Linked DNA regions of Anser cygnoides: regions 2 and 3 are each linked to region 1. A link is a contact called in public Hi-C data. All regions are on one chromosome and are shown on one strand. Each heading gives the region's core, a stretch centred on a gene start, on an enhancer-like site or on the middle of the called end of the contact. The rest is flanking DNA. Distances are from core to core; before and after follow the strand shown. Region 1 holds the start of ZFP36L2 (ZFP36 ring finger protein like 2). Region 2 holds the start of HAAO (3-hydroxyanthranilate 3,4-dioxygenase). Region 3 has its middle 340 kb from the start of TRNAI-UAU.

Region 1 (4,595 bases), core at 1,308-3,807:
TTTAGCATTTGTTATAATAATAATATATAGATATATAAAAAAAGAAGGTTGTTATCAAGGCATATTCTTGGCAGGATGTTGGATTTCTCTTTTCTTAAAAAAAGCTTATAGGTTTTAGTTACGTTCTGTGTTTTTATTTGAACTGGATTGAAAGACAAGAACTGCTCGGTGGCTTTTCTGCGTGTGCCTGCAGATGTGGAGGAGCTGAAAAGGCAGAACCCGCGCTCCCCGGATTGTTTGTTGCTTTCTGGTGGTGTCTTTGCTAACGCTCGTGTTTTGTTTTCTTTCTTTTTTTTTTTTTTTCTCTGAACACAGATGGAATGGCTGCTGCTGGTGCGTATCATAACTTGTCTCCAAAGAACAACAACGAAAAAAAAAAAAAAACAACCCCAAAACAAAAATCCCCTTCTTCCAAGGTCTCTCTATAAAAATAGGTTTGTTCAGTTCACGTCACTCGCCCTTTCGCAAAACGCTTTTTTGTTCAGCTCTCGGTGGATATATAGATAGATATACGTATAAAAAAAAAAAAAAAAAAAAGAGCAGGGTTCTCTCTCTTCGCCCTGCGACTTACTTGCGCTCGCGGCTGCGGGGGGGGCGCGGGGCCGGCCCGGGGGCGGCGGCGGGGGGCGCAGCGGGAGCAGCAGCAGCAGCAGCAGCAGCAGCCGCCGGCCTAGTCGTCGGAGATGGAGAGGCGGCTGAAGATGGGCAGGCGGCGGCCCGAGTCCAGGCTGGGCGACTCGGAGCCGCTGAGGGAGCCGGAGCTGAGGGAGCCGCTCAGGTAGCTCTCGCGGTCCGACAGCGAGTCCGGCGGGCTGGGCGGCGCGTCGAAGACGGGCGACTCGGAGAGGCGGCGCAGGGGCTGGAAGCTGAAGGGCGGCGAGGCGGGGGGCGGCGGGCAGCCCCCCCCGGGGGGCGGCGGCGGCGGGGGCTGCTGCTGCTGCTGCTGGCAGCGGTAATAGGCGGCGGCGGCGGCTGCGGCGGCGGCTGCGGCGGCGAAGCTGGGGGTGTGCAGGGCGAGGGGCGCGATGAGGCTGCCCAGCTCCTGGCCCGAGAAGGCGAAGGCGTTGTTGGCGCAGGGCGGCGAGAGCAGCTCCTCGCAGTACGACGAGGCCGAGGCGGGCGGCGGCGGCGTGCGCGACCCGCCGGGGCTCTCCAGCAGCGCGGCGGCGTCCAGGCGGCCGCCGGGGGGCGGCGGGGGCGGCGGGGCGGCGGCGTGCGGGTGGTGGTGGTGGTGGTGGGCGGAGAAGCCGGAGAAGCTCAGGCTGTGGTGCAGCTTGGGCCGCTCGCTGCCCCCGCCGCCGCGGGGGTGCCCGAAGCCGCCGCCGCCGCCGCCGCCTCCTCCTCCGCCTCCCAGGGGGTGGTCACGGGGGGCGAAGGCGCGGAGGTCGCCGGTGCTGCCGGCGGGGTGCGGGGCGTGCTGGTGGTGGTGGTGGTGGTGGTGGTGCGGGGGGGCGGCCGAGGCGGGCGGCGCGGCGGCCGTGCCCCCGCCGGGCGCCGGGCGGCGCTCGTCGGCGTTGTGGATGAAGTGGCAGCGGGGGCCGTAGGGGCAGAAGCCGATGGTGTGGAAGGTGCGGCACAGCTCGGTCTTGTACTTGGGGTGGCGGGTGAGGCTGCGCAGCTCGTGGAAGCCGTGCGCGAACTGGCACTTCTCGCCGTACTTGCAGGCGCCGCTCTCCTCGAAGGGGCGGCACAGCTCCGTCTTGTAGCGCGTCGAGTTGATGGGGGCCCCCCCGCCGCCGCCGGAGCCGCCCCCCTTCTGCTGCTGCTGCTGCTGCTGCTGCTGGAGCTGCTGCATGAGGTGCTGGCTGCGCTCGCCGTTCTCGCTGAAGGAGCGGTCCCGGAACTTGTTCTCCTTGTTGAGCAGGGCCGTGGGGCTGCTGCTGCCGCCGCCTCCGCCGCCGGAGCCCGTCTCCTTCAGGCTGCCGAACGAGGAGGAGGAAGAGGAGGAGGAGGAGGAGGAGGAAGAGCTGGAGCCGGTGGGGCTGGGGAACTTGGAGCCGCCGGCCAGGGCCGGCAGGTTGCTGGTCGAGTGCCGCCGCAGGAAGCCCGGCGCGAAGCTGGAGCTGGGGGGGGTGACCGGGGTCCCCACGGCCTTCTTGTCCAGCATGCTGCTCAGGTTGGTCAGGGACTTCTCCGTCTGCGAGCGGGGCGGGAGAAGGGGGGGACGGGGAGCGGGAGAAGAGGAGGAGGAGGAGAGAGCGGAGAGAGGCGGGTTGCAGGGCGACCGCCAGCCCGCGCCGCCCCGGGCACGGCCCCGGAGCCGCGGACGGGGCAGGGACGGGGACGGGGGCACGGAGGCGCCCCGCGACCCCCGCGAAGCCGCCCCGCAGCCCCCTGCGGGGCTCCCCCCGCGCCCCGGCCCGGCCCTTACCTTGCACAAGAAGTCGATGTCGTAGAAGGCCGATAACAGCGTCGTAGACATCGCTAGATCCTGTAATGGTCGGAAACGCAGGAAGGACCGAAAGATCCCGCTCCCCTCGGAGGGTTTGCAAAAGCCACGACTGGGCGGGAGGTGGCGGCGGCGGGGCGGGGTGGGGTAGGGTAGGGGGGTGCCGGCCGCTCACGGATCCGAAACGCTCCCGTCTCCTTCCCGGCGGGGCGGCGGGAGCCGGGCCGGGGCGGCGGCGGCGGCTGCAGGGCAGCGGGCGACCGGCGGGAGCTCGGCGGGGCCCCGCGCCGCCCCCATATAAACGCCGCCGCCAAGGCACGGGGGGGAGGCGCCGGGGCCCAGCGCCCCGCCCGCCGCCCGCCTCGCCCCGCCCCGCGGCGGGGCCGGCGCTGGCCGCCATTTCGGGTCGGCGCGGAGCCGCCTCCTCCTCCTCCTCCTCCTCCTCCTCCACCTCCTCCTCCTCCTCCTCAGCCGCCGCCGCTTGTGCCACGTAATGGGCCCGAGACAAAAGCCCGCGGCCGCCCCGGGGCCGGGCGGGCTCGTTCCCGGCTGCCCGCAGCGCGCTGCTTCTCCCCCCCCACCCCCCCCCCTCCTCGCCGTGCCCGGCGCTGTGCCGCCCCCTGCCGCCCCGCCGAGCTCCTGGTGGAGCGGTTACAAACCAGCCCGGGCCCCGTTGCGCTGTGCTAGCGCCCAGCGCCGCGTTTGCTCGCCGCGAGCCGAGGAGGAGCCCTGCTCGCGGCCGCGCTCAGAGCACGGCGAGCAGCGCTGCGCCCTGGGGCCGGCTCCTGCACCCCTTAACCCAGCCCTCACGGCTTCGCAGGGTTACTCGGGTTTTACGGTCGCCGTGGACCTACTGCTACACTGCTCTGCGTCTGGAGTTGCCCGTCGCTCAATGTAAAACTGCACACACGCTTCAACTTCTTTCCAATAAAGCACAAAAAACAGGGCTACCAGGTAGCCTTACGCTCACTGCTGAAATAACCGAGGGCACAGAACCGAGCCGTCCTTCTGGTACTCACAGGTCCCTGTCCTGCCAGATTTGCTGCTGCACCAGTCCCAAAAGCTGGGAGCTGCGCTAACAGGCAGCTGTCAAACAGTTGTGTGGCCCCTGACTACTCTTAAAAACAGCTTCCAGACGTAACCTGGGCTACTCTTTGCCCAGGAGCTGCAAACAGATGCCAACAAATTAATTTCCAGGCTAGCTCACAGCATGGCTTTATTGCATTAGATAACACATATCCTAAAAAAACAAGTTTCCATGTCGGATTCTAACACTCTCCTTTTGCTGTGCGAAGTCTCACGTTGCATTGTGAATTACTTACATAAGTAATCTCGAATCCTGGAAACCTACAGCGAGTACTTCCACTTCTGTTCAGACGTGAGTTTTTGCCTAGAGTGAGTTAGCCTAGTGTAGTTTGCACACATTCGTTGGGCTCAATTCGATAGCTTATCGTGGTTTACAGCAGATTCCTCCCCAAACTTACGCCGTCACAAGGAGTCGGCGACACGACTGGGATGCCATGGGCAGACCAGGACGGTCGCTCTTCGTGAAGAGCCCGGCCAGGAGCTGACACCGGCTGCAGAGCCGCGCTGCGTTGCACTGTGTTGCATTGCCACCTCCCGGAGACCGGCAGCACGGCAGAGCCTGCAGCCCTCCGAGCGCCGCGTGCTCGCTGCATCGTCACCCAGCCGCGCAGCGAGGCTGTGCCAACGGGCAGCTGCGAGCCGCGAGGCTGAAAGTGAGCAATCGCGTATGGCACATAACTCTGTAACTCTTCCAAGGGGACTGGAGTAACTACATATATCGACTTACAGCTTTGTTTTGGTTATGCCCAGCTATGACCAGACCAAATGTAAAATCATAGCCCTCGACTGAAAGAACATAAATCCTTTTTAAAATAAGTATTTATTTTTGACGTCTCATTTTCACATCACAGCCGACTCCAAATTCCCAGAGAAATAAATCCAGAAAGCGCGACAAACGTTTTTGTACCTCAGACAATGAAATGGTTGAGCACTGGACACATTCCATGCAGCTCTTACCCGAGGGCTCGCTGCAAAACCTTGGGAGGGAGAGCGCTGTAGCACGAGGATGCTTCCTGCACATCTCTGGTGGCCTCGTTCTACCGAGCAGGACCTTCTTTTTCAAGACTGCTTGGAGAGCAAGGTGTTTTGAAGTAAAGACAAAACTATTTTGTTCTAAGTG
Region 2 (4,595 bases), core at 1,152-3,651, 880 kb before region 1:
TGCAAGACAGTGTAATTAAAATATATATAATTAAATTGTAGCTCTTACATCACATTGTTTTCTTGACTCTGGCAAAACTCTAAGCAGATGAAGATTCAGGAACTGAGGTTTTGTTTTGAAATCCCATATAGGTACTTAAAACTTTTGATCATCACAATTGTATGGAACATAACTGAATAAAAGTCTGAAAGCTGTAACAAATTTATAGATGGGAAGTCCTACTGATACACTGTAAGACCTAGATTTTAACCTTTAATTCTCTTTTGAAACTTGGGATCATAAGTTACTTAATTTTTTTAAGGTGTTTGCCTTCTTGCGGTGTAGAAGGCAGTGAGAAGATTTCTTTATACATCTGCTCTCAGCACATAAAGTATCATAGCCTTTGAAAACAATCTTGGAAATTTATTAGTCACATCTTGGAAAATTGCCTAAAGCTTTTTTGGAAAATCCTAAAAAAAATGTAGATATCACTAGGAGCAGGTGGTGAGAAACTCAGAATCTATATAGTACATGGCTTTTCTCTCCTCCTCCACAGGCTGAAGCTTCAATGGAGAAATTGATATGTATATATTTTTTTAGTCTATGCAAACTTTATCATGAAAAAAAATGTTCCTTGTTTCACTCTAGCTTCTTGCAGTGTTTATGGGGGAGACTCATCAACACCAACTACTTAGGGATACGTGTAACTTTCTGACCTCTGATAGACCTCATATTCCAGAGTTACTTCAGAATTACACAGAGCTGCTGGTAGGCTGTGCAGCATAGTGCAGTAATAACAAAAAGGTTAATCCTACTGATGAAGAATGAAAAAATGAATATTTCACATGCTCTAAAATACTAAAGCTTTACCACTATCACTGGTAAGCTTTAGAAATAGCTATGCTTTTATGCTTCCTAAATCCATTCCCAAAATGAAATAAATGAAAGCACTTGTAAAAAGACATTTTCTTCTCTTTCCCACTGTGAAACTATTGCAGTGATTCAAGTTTCATAATTTCTCATTTAGAACATAAACTGTAGTTTCAACAGAGACATCTTGCTAAGGATGTACCTCTTACCTTATTTTTGTCTTGCAACCATTACTTTGAAAAGCAAACTCTTGCAGCTTTGAATGGAAATTAATATCACTGCCACTGCTACAGTAGTGCCCAATCAGCTTTTGATTAGAAGTAGCAGTGCAGGGTAGGGGCAACAGGCACATTCTTTGCTTTTTGTAGTCATTAAAATTCAAATGCAAGAAAAATAAATATAGAAGAGCAAAAACATCTGCTTTTTATGTTCTTCATAAAACTCAGTCTTCTGTAATTTCTTGTACATTACCCTTTCTTATGAAAACCTTTATATAGAGGCAGTGTTGGACTAAATGTATTGTCCTCAAGTTCACTGATAAAAGAAATCCTTGGTAACATGACCAGAATGTGCCACACATTGGACCACTTACACTGGAACTTGTTCATGGGCTTTGACGCTGGCAATATGCATACTGTAAACCTGCATAATACACACACTTTTTTCTTATATTAGCTGTATAATTATTCAGGATACAGTTCAGAGCTCCAAGTTGTCAGTCAGTGCCCCGAAATGTTGCCTTTTCAGCCTCATGCTGAACAGAGCATCATACCATGCCCTGACAGCTCTGAAATGCCCTGGAAACCTGCTTTTTCAGCCCTGTTCCCCTTCAATTCTCCTTATCTTCATGTGATATATCCTGTCAGTTTTGATTGCTCCTGCGGATTCAGCTCCTCTGCAATATTGGAATGACCCTTAGCAGCTCTAGCAGCTGTTCCAGGTTGTAATATAGTAGCATGAATCTATTTGCTAAATCTTACAGTCTATGGATGCAATGCCATCTCCTCAGATTTCTATGAGGTTATTGTCAAAGGGCATGACACAAAGTCCCTTAGCAGCCTAATTGCCTACAAGAGACTTTGAATTGAGGCAGACATATTGAAACTGATCTTCACAGCTTCTGCAGAGTTACCACAAAAAGATTTCAGTTACTTCCTGTCCTTCAAAACTGCGGTATGACTGGCTGTAGCCTGAGAGGAACTACGGTTCCTTACTAGTCTTTACCATGTATGCATTTTAGCAGCTTCCTCTGGTAGCTAAGAATATTTATATATCTAAGAACAAAATTAAACCAAAACAAAACCTTCATTTACTCACATAAGTTTATTGCACACAGGAGGTAAAAAGGCTGCCTTGTTCTCTTCTATCCATTTTCTGACATTTACCAGAAGCTCCATGGTCCACCAGCTATGAAACTTCTGATGAAGATGGAGTTTGCCTAGTGCTCGCTCCGTGAGCAAGCTACATGTGACTCCATCCCCCCAGTTCAGGGATTGGTTGGTAGAAGAGGTGTCTTCAGGCTTGAGTGTCAAAGGGGACAGGTCCATCGGCCAAAGGTCACTTTGCAAAGAGTGCTGGTGCTCCAGCAGCTTAGCTAATAATTGACCAGTGTTTCTAAAAAAAAAAATTTTATTTTTTTTTTAAATTATTTTCATTTTCATCTGAGACTCATACTGCCCACAAGAGGTTGCTTCCTTCTCTTTACTGCATCAGCTGCAGGAACTTTCTCTCTACAGAAACTGCCTTGCTACATACGGTGATGAAAACTTGGACACTTAATATAGAAAGCTAAATGCAGGTTGAGAGCCATTGCTCAAAGTTTAGTTACATGTATACAATATAGATAAAATGTATTTTTATACATACTTAAATATCTACGTGTTTCGGGCATGATAATAGAGTCCTATTTCCTTTTCCCACCTTCCCTCAACCTTGTTAGGCTGAATGATTGAGGTTGTGATTGAAAATACCGGGAACTACTTCTGCCAAATAACAAAAATAAAGATGTCTCCTGTATTTGTAAGACCAAAAGCAGTTGTTCATAAATGATCTTTTTAATTTGTCTTACTCTTTGCCAGGGTTGTGGCAGGCCTTGTTGGAGAGCTGAATGTGATTCTTTGATGACCTTTGGGAAAATGCAGCATGTTGTCATCAAATTAGCAGGCAAAGAAGAAATGGAGAATTATCAGGCATTCCTGGTCTGTATTAGGCTTTATTCCTTCACTGGTTTCTTTTCCATGTCTATGGAGTTTCTAACAGATTGATCACTGCTCCCCCCTCCCCCTTCACTTTTAATAACCAAATCTATAAACATTTCTTTTCAAACTTGGAATACATGAAAAGGGTGGTTGACAAAAAAAAAATGTCATTATTAAATGTGAGAGTTTTTCAGTTGCTCTTTATATAGCTTAGTCTTCTGACTACATCTATACTGTGCTTAGTGTGTCAGTGTGCATGGGTATAAGAGTATCTTATGATTTGTTTAGAAGTGAGCTGTACAGCCGCCGTGACTTGTGCATATGGGCTGTGTAGCTTCTGGATTGATGAGTCAGGATACGGGAATGGTATAAACTTGGGAGTTCTTTAGCTTGTACCATTGTAACTTTCCTATGGGTGGAAAAAAAAAAAGGTGACGGAATGTGAGTTGAAACTAATATTGTACTTTTCTTTCAGTAAGTGTGAGGGTGACTTTCTGCTTTACTTTCATCTCTATGACTTCTTTGCAATTTAATTTAAACTCCTTACATAATTGATCCAAAAAACTCCATTCATTTTGGGATACAAAGATCCACATGAGGATTACAGTTCTGCTATATTAGTACAATCATAATGGTATTGGCAATACTTTTCTCTGATATAAGCCCAGAGTATGTATTATTTCACTCAATTATAAATAATAATAAAAAATGTAACATTATTTATTTAGCACATGAAATTTCTACCATCAAAATGACTGTGGTGAGACATCACTGTGTAGCAAAGTCATTAGGCCTGGTTTTGGACCTACAGACAGGAACATTTTGGTGCTTTTTGCACTGTAGGCTGATGGCATGCTATTTAGCTATGAAGGAAAGCAATTTTCCATTTAAAATGCTTTCACTGAGAGGATTGTGACCCAGCCAGAACTGAAGACTCTCTTAATGACAATGGTTTTGTAAAGCTCTACCTCATTGTTAGTTACAGGTATTGAAGAGCAGGACTCCATTTGTCAGGCCTAAAAACCAAGAGGTTGTACAGATTCACAGCAGGAAAAAAACAAAGGTCCTGGACTTGATAGAGCTGATATTAATGCACAAGTTTTAACTGCAGGGTTATTCTGTCTCAAACTCTTACTTTCATCGCTAGTCTCTGCTCTTTTCCCCGCTAGGCAGAATACAAGGTGCTATTACCTGCAGAGAAAACTATCTCAGTCACAGGCTGATAAATCCATTTTTATGGCTAAAGTGAGGTATGGGGGGGAAGAAAAAAAATATAGCTAGAACTATGCAGGGAGGGCACCAATGAAGTTCACTTATAAAATCCACCATTACCAGGAATCTGAGGTTACTGTCACAGGAGCAGTACTTTCTGCAACCCTCGGAAATCAGTGCATTTTGAAAAAAGCAGTTAATGGCCTCTCCATGTGTGCAGCAGGTATAAGGGAACATTGCTTCTTTTGAGGAGGGATAAGAAATGGTCTGTGCAGCCTGGAAGTAGTGGGCCATGAAACCTTATTTCTGTGAAGTAAGTGTATTGGAGAGGCAAAG
Region 3 (4,595 bases), core at 700-3,199, 530 kb before region 1:
CCAGAAAAATCTGTAAAGCTTTATAGATAACATTTGAAAATATGATAATTGCTACCTGTTAATTTATTGAACTAGGAAGCCAAAGATATTACATACGAGAATGGCAGAACAAGTACCAGAAATGCATTCAGCTGAGGCCTTTCTGGTTTTTAGTGGGGTTTCTTTGGTGTTACTTTGTTTTTAAACATCTCACCATCTGTGGTTAGTGTATTATTTGCTTCTGGTGAGAGGCCTGGTAAAAGCTGGACTAGTCTGAATGATTTTTTTTCTTCATTGCAATTCTTATACAAATTTTCTGATTTTCATTAGACTTCTACCAAGACTTTTCTGCTCCGGGACAGAATTTTTGCCAAAAATAGAGAGGCTGATGGAAATTTCAGTAGCCCTGTGTTCAGAGATGTTCCCTGGGCTAAGGCAAACATAGTCACAAGCTTTTAGCCCAAATCAGATAAATGACAGTTCTGACCACCAGGCTGTTAGCTGGGGGTGCATTGGGCTCTCATGAGTTTTTGTTTTTTCTTACATAAAACTTCAAAAGGCCTTGTTTTTCATCCCAACAGGGAACAGGAAAAGATTTTGCTTGAAAGCTGAAACGGTTTAATGGTACAGAAACACCATTTCATATCCATATGTAATCCAGAATTGAGTTTGTCAGTGCAGTCTGAATTTTGTCTTTGATCTCTAAAAGGGAAAGGCAACCCGTGAAAATACTGCTGAACTAAAAGAACATACACGGGTTTAAAATACCACATTCTGATAGAGAGTAAAACTACATTGTGATGTAGCATATCTGACCAAATCCAGTGCCTGGTGAATTTAGAAAGAAGATTGACAGTGCAATAAAGAGACAATTACAAAGTTTTGAAATTTAATTTTATTTTTATCTAACCTTTTCCTGAATTTCTTTGTTGAAATTTAGTCTCATTATCTAATCCTTGGTATTTTGCTTTCCCAGAAGTATAGCAGGGCCAGTCACTTCTTGGCAAAGAAAATAAACATCCAGCGGTCACTATCTCGCATGGATTTCTCTGAAGAGATCTTTTAATTTGATGAATACCTCAGATGTCTTAGTTGATTCTTGTTTAACAACAGACTAGGAGAGAGACAAATAACGTTCTGCCTCTCCCCAAGTCTTGAAGAAGCATGAGCCAAGCACATTCCTTGCAGCACCTGCAAGGCAGCTTTGAGGGCTCTCATCTTTTATAAAATCAACAAGAGCTCCTTTGACTGGAAGCACTGAGCATGCAGGGTCCTGAAGCAGGGGACTGTTATACCACTGTAACGGCTGGTACAACTGGGGCATTTTCAGCACATGTTAAAATTCTGGTATGCCTATGCCACACACACATTCCTCTGCTGATCTTTATTGAGTCCTGTAGGAAGGGATGTACCGGTAAGGGAAATGAGTTCTATATAACTAGCATGGAGCTATTGTCAGCAGAAGGTAAGGCAAGTATAACATAGTTATCAAAAGAGCTGTAAGAGCACACACTGAACTTTCTACTAGGTCAGCAGGGAGAAATGGGGCTCTGAGTGACCTGAGATGGCTTAGCCATTATCTGACTTTTACTCTAATTTTATTCATGGAAAACTTGTTTTCCTCTCTGTGCGCTACAAATAACTAGTCACCTAAAACATTAAGTAATGAAATTCAAATGTACTGAGTTAATCACTGGAAAAGTGCTTCATCTGAAAACTCCACGGGGGATCACATTTCAGAACACAAGTGTCCTTGCACAGTATGTATTTCCTCTGTGGTTCATGGGTTTGCTCATGCAGAGATTTTCAGTAATATTAAATTACTGCCTGAAGCCATGCCTGACTATCTTTTTCATTAATTACCTTCCATGGCTTTGGGACAGATTAACTAATAAATATAAGGATTCCTGGTGTAGTAACATTTACCATGTACTCAGAAAAATTGATAGACATGTAATCTCAGAATCTGTGAAAAACTTTTTTTCTTTCTTCTTATAGATTACTACTACGCTCTTGCTATCAGAGTTGCCTGTTCACGGTGCCATATTCTGCTTGCTAACAGGTGCTGCTAACCCATCAGCTAGGACCTCTACCACACACTACACCAGACCAAAAGGGAGACAGGTATGGCTTTTCAGACAGTGTATTTGTTTCTTCTTCTGTTTTTGTTTGTTTTTGTTTGTTTGTTTGTTTTTCTTCAGTGCTAATAAAGATATAAGAAACTGCATAATCCCCTATATTGTCCATGTTATGTGCTTATTGAAGCACAATGGATGCTTCAGACTAGGCAAAGTAAAGCAAATAAAAAAAAAATCTACATTTCTTTTCTTTAGGAAAAGGTCTCAGAAACTGGTCATTCTGGAGAGGGGTGATCATTGTCTTTAAAAAAAAGTAGTAAGCGCCCAGTTTCTGATGCAGCTCAGTTTTATGTTTCTCTAACCTGCCCTCCAGCAAACTGCCTGTTGCAAGTTATTTGAATGGTATACCTCCTTCTCCTGTGTCCAAACTTCGCTCAGATTTTTAAATTCAGCAAGAAGCACTTGCAGTACTAGTTCTGTGTCTGGAAACCTGGTGTTTTCTTTGCTTTAATTGTTTCTTGTTTGGTATTCTCACTGCATAATCTAGGTAGTAACCTAGTTAGGTGGTATTAATGAATGAGAACCTCGAAAGGGTTGTTTCAAGCTTGCCAAATGTAATCCCAAAAACTTTGCTTTAGGCTATCATTGTCAGAAGAATCATTTGACCACAGCCCAAAGAATTCAAATAAAGCTGGGTATCAGTGTTCTAAAATCATGATTCTGTAGCAGAAATTCCGTGATTCCACAACATATACAGAGTTGTCTGAACTTTTTTTTTTGCATACTTGTTTCTAAGGTCATTGTATTGATATATGTAATCAATTATAATTAATACGAGATAAGACCATCTATTTACCAGGAAAGGTTCTTAGATGAACTAATCTTTTGACTAATGTCAATATAGTAGGCCAGTTTATGTCTAAGCCCATTCAACAGGTGGGATCTGAATCAGTTATCCCTTTATCAGTTACCATTAGAGCAGCTCTCATGCATGTATTACCTTTTTTTGTATAATTTCTTTTGTCTTGCATAATTGAAAGAATAGTTTTGAACAGCACGAGAGAGTATAAAAGGCAGTTCAGGTGATGCTAAGGGAGGAAGAGTGAATTAAAGAACATTTTATTCCTCTGGTAAATCTGCGCTTGAACAAGTCACAGTATTGCATCCAAATAGGTAATTATGCAAATACAGATATGGAGCAGAAGCTTATAGGGCAAGATTCGTGGATGAGACTAAAAGAAGTTGAGTTTCCAGGTTAGGATTTTTTAATCCGTTTCCTACTGTTCTGTTAAACGTTGTTTTGGAGCTCCCAGCCATGACATATTAGATCTAGACCTATTTTTTTTTTCCTCTGTATTTTTCCTATTTTCCCACACAATGAAATGGTCTTTTTCTGTTACTCCCCTATAGATAAAATAGTTTTTATAAGGTTGACTGAAAAAGGGAGACAGTACTTAGTTGAAAAATATTAAAGGCCCAGTCTTAGTAAATAAATGTATGGATAGAAAGTTATATGGGAAGAATAGGGAAGCCAATCAAACTGTTACAGAATCATAGAATCATAAAAGCTTTAAATACAGAAGAGAAAGAACTATGGGGAGGGTAGTGGAATCAGAGTATTTTTAATTTGTTAATAATCTTTGACACTTTACTTCAGTAGAAGGTATTTAGAAAAATGCCAACAAGGCTATTTATGTCCAAAAAAATATGAAAGTAACATTGCTATTCTATAGTTCCTTAGGGTGCAAAGAGCCCTTGGTTTGCATGCCCAAGCAAGCACGTCAGTTTTATAGCAACCTCTATCCTCTTGAGCCTGAACACTCCTATTGCTAAGCATCCATATAATTTATGCCTATAGAACTACAGTTCCTCAGAGTAATTTTTCTTCCATCTGTTCAGCTTGAATGGAGAACATTTGTTAAACGATGTTTGTAGGGATGTTGGCAGTAAAATACATGCCCACCCTGATGTTAGGCTAGTTAACTGGTCATTCTAGGCTCAAAGCTGACATTGTTAGATGGCACAGAGCTTGAACAAGTACAAATATAAGAGAATGCATATTATCCTTTGCTTATATACTTGAGTATTCTTTCTCATTGTTCTTCTAGAAAGAATTAAGATAAATAACTAAATGCCCACTTAGAATAATTAAAGGTAGTTGTAGTCCACTGTCTGTCAAAGATTTTTCAGATTCAAGAAGCCAGAACCCTGTAAACATTGAAAGTAATTATGTCTCCTACTCCTCTTCTTCCATTTTTTTTTCTTCCTAATGTTAGTTGTTACAGAAAAGACTCAACTTGAGTTTCAGAATGTCTGCCAAAAAGCCTCTGGGATTCCCTGGGGGACTGAATTTTACATTCTTCAGCAAACAGTGTCTATCTCCAGAAATACAAGAGGAAAACATTATTTTTTTTTCATGTAATATCAATGTCTAAGCCTAACAGAGCTTATTTATTTATTTATTTATTTTTTTTAATTTTCAAGCCTGAGAAACATCTTGTGTTGATGTTAGTTTGTGCTTTTTTAAGCTAAATTTGT

Evidence for each region. Hi-C and Micro-C count contacts between places; a contact is called where the count stands out from the background.
Region 2: a Hi-C map of liver shows a contact between it and region 1, with 6 times the contacts expected there. The contact joins the promoter of HAAO here to the promoter of ZFP36L2 in region 1. A contact is called at or near these places in 4 of 7 Hi-C or Micro-C datasets (fetal liver, granulosa cells and liver).
Region 3: a contact with region 1 is called in a Hi-C map of liver, with 1.7 times the contacts expected there. The contact joins the enhancer-like site here to the promoter of ZFP36L2 in region 1. A contact is called at or near these places in 2 of 7 Hi-C or Micro-C datasets (granulosa cells and liver).

The regions. Positions count from the first base shown.
Region 1 is chr3:28,148,226-28,152,820 of Taihu_goose_T2T_genome, forward strand. It overlaps ZFP36L2 (ZFP36 ring finger protein like 2), which reads right to left and starts at 2,558. Exons shown (of 2, transcript XM_066993785.1): 1 at 2,372-2,558; 2 at 517-2,137. The coding sequence starts at 2,422. The coding sequence ends at 671. THADA (THADA armadillo repeat containing) reads right to left here. Exons shown (of 39, transcript XM_066993773.1): 39 at 4,277-4,595.
Region 2 is chr3:27,269,890-27,274,484 of Taihu_goose_T2T_genome, forward strand. HAAO (3-hydroxyanthranilate 3,4-dioxygenase) reads right to left here and starts at 2,402. Exons shown (of 10, transcript XM_013173874.3): 1 at 2,167-2,402. The coding sequence starts at 2,396.
Region 3 is chr3:27,618,997-27,623,591 of Taihu_goose_T2T_genome, forward strand. No RefSeq gene overlaps it. Among named protein-coding and RNA genes, the nearest start is that of TRNAI-UAU, 340 kb to the left of the region's middle. Within about 2 kb of position 1,950, at least 1 of the 3 cell types and tissues checked has open chromatin away from gene starts, as enhancers often do. A contact at or near this core is called in liver, where this site is marked.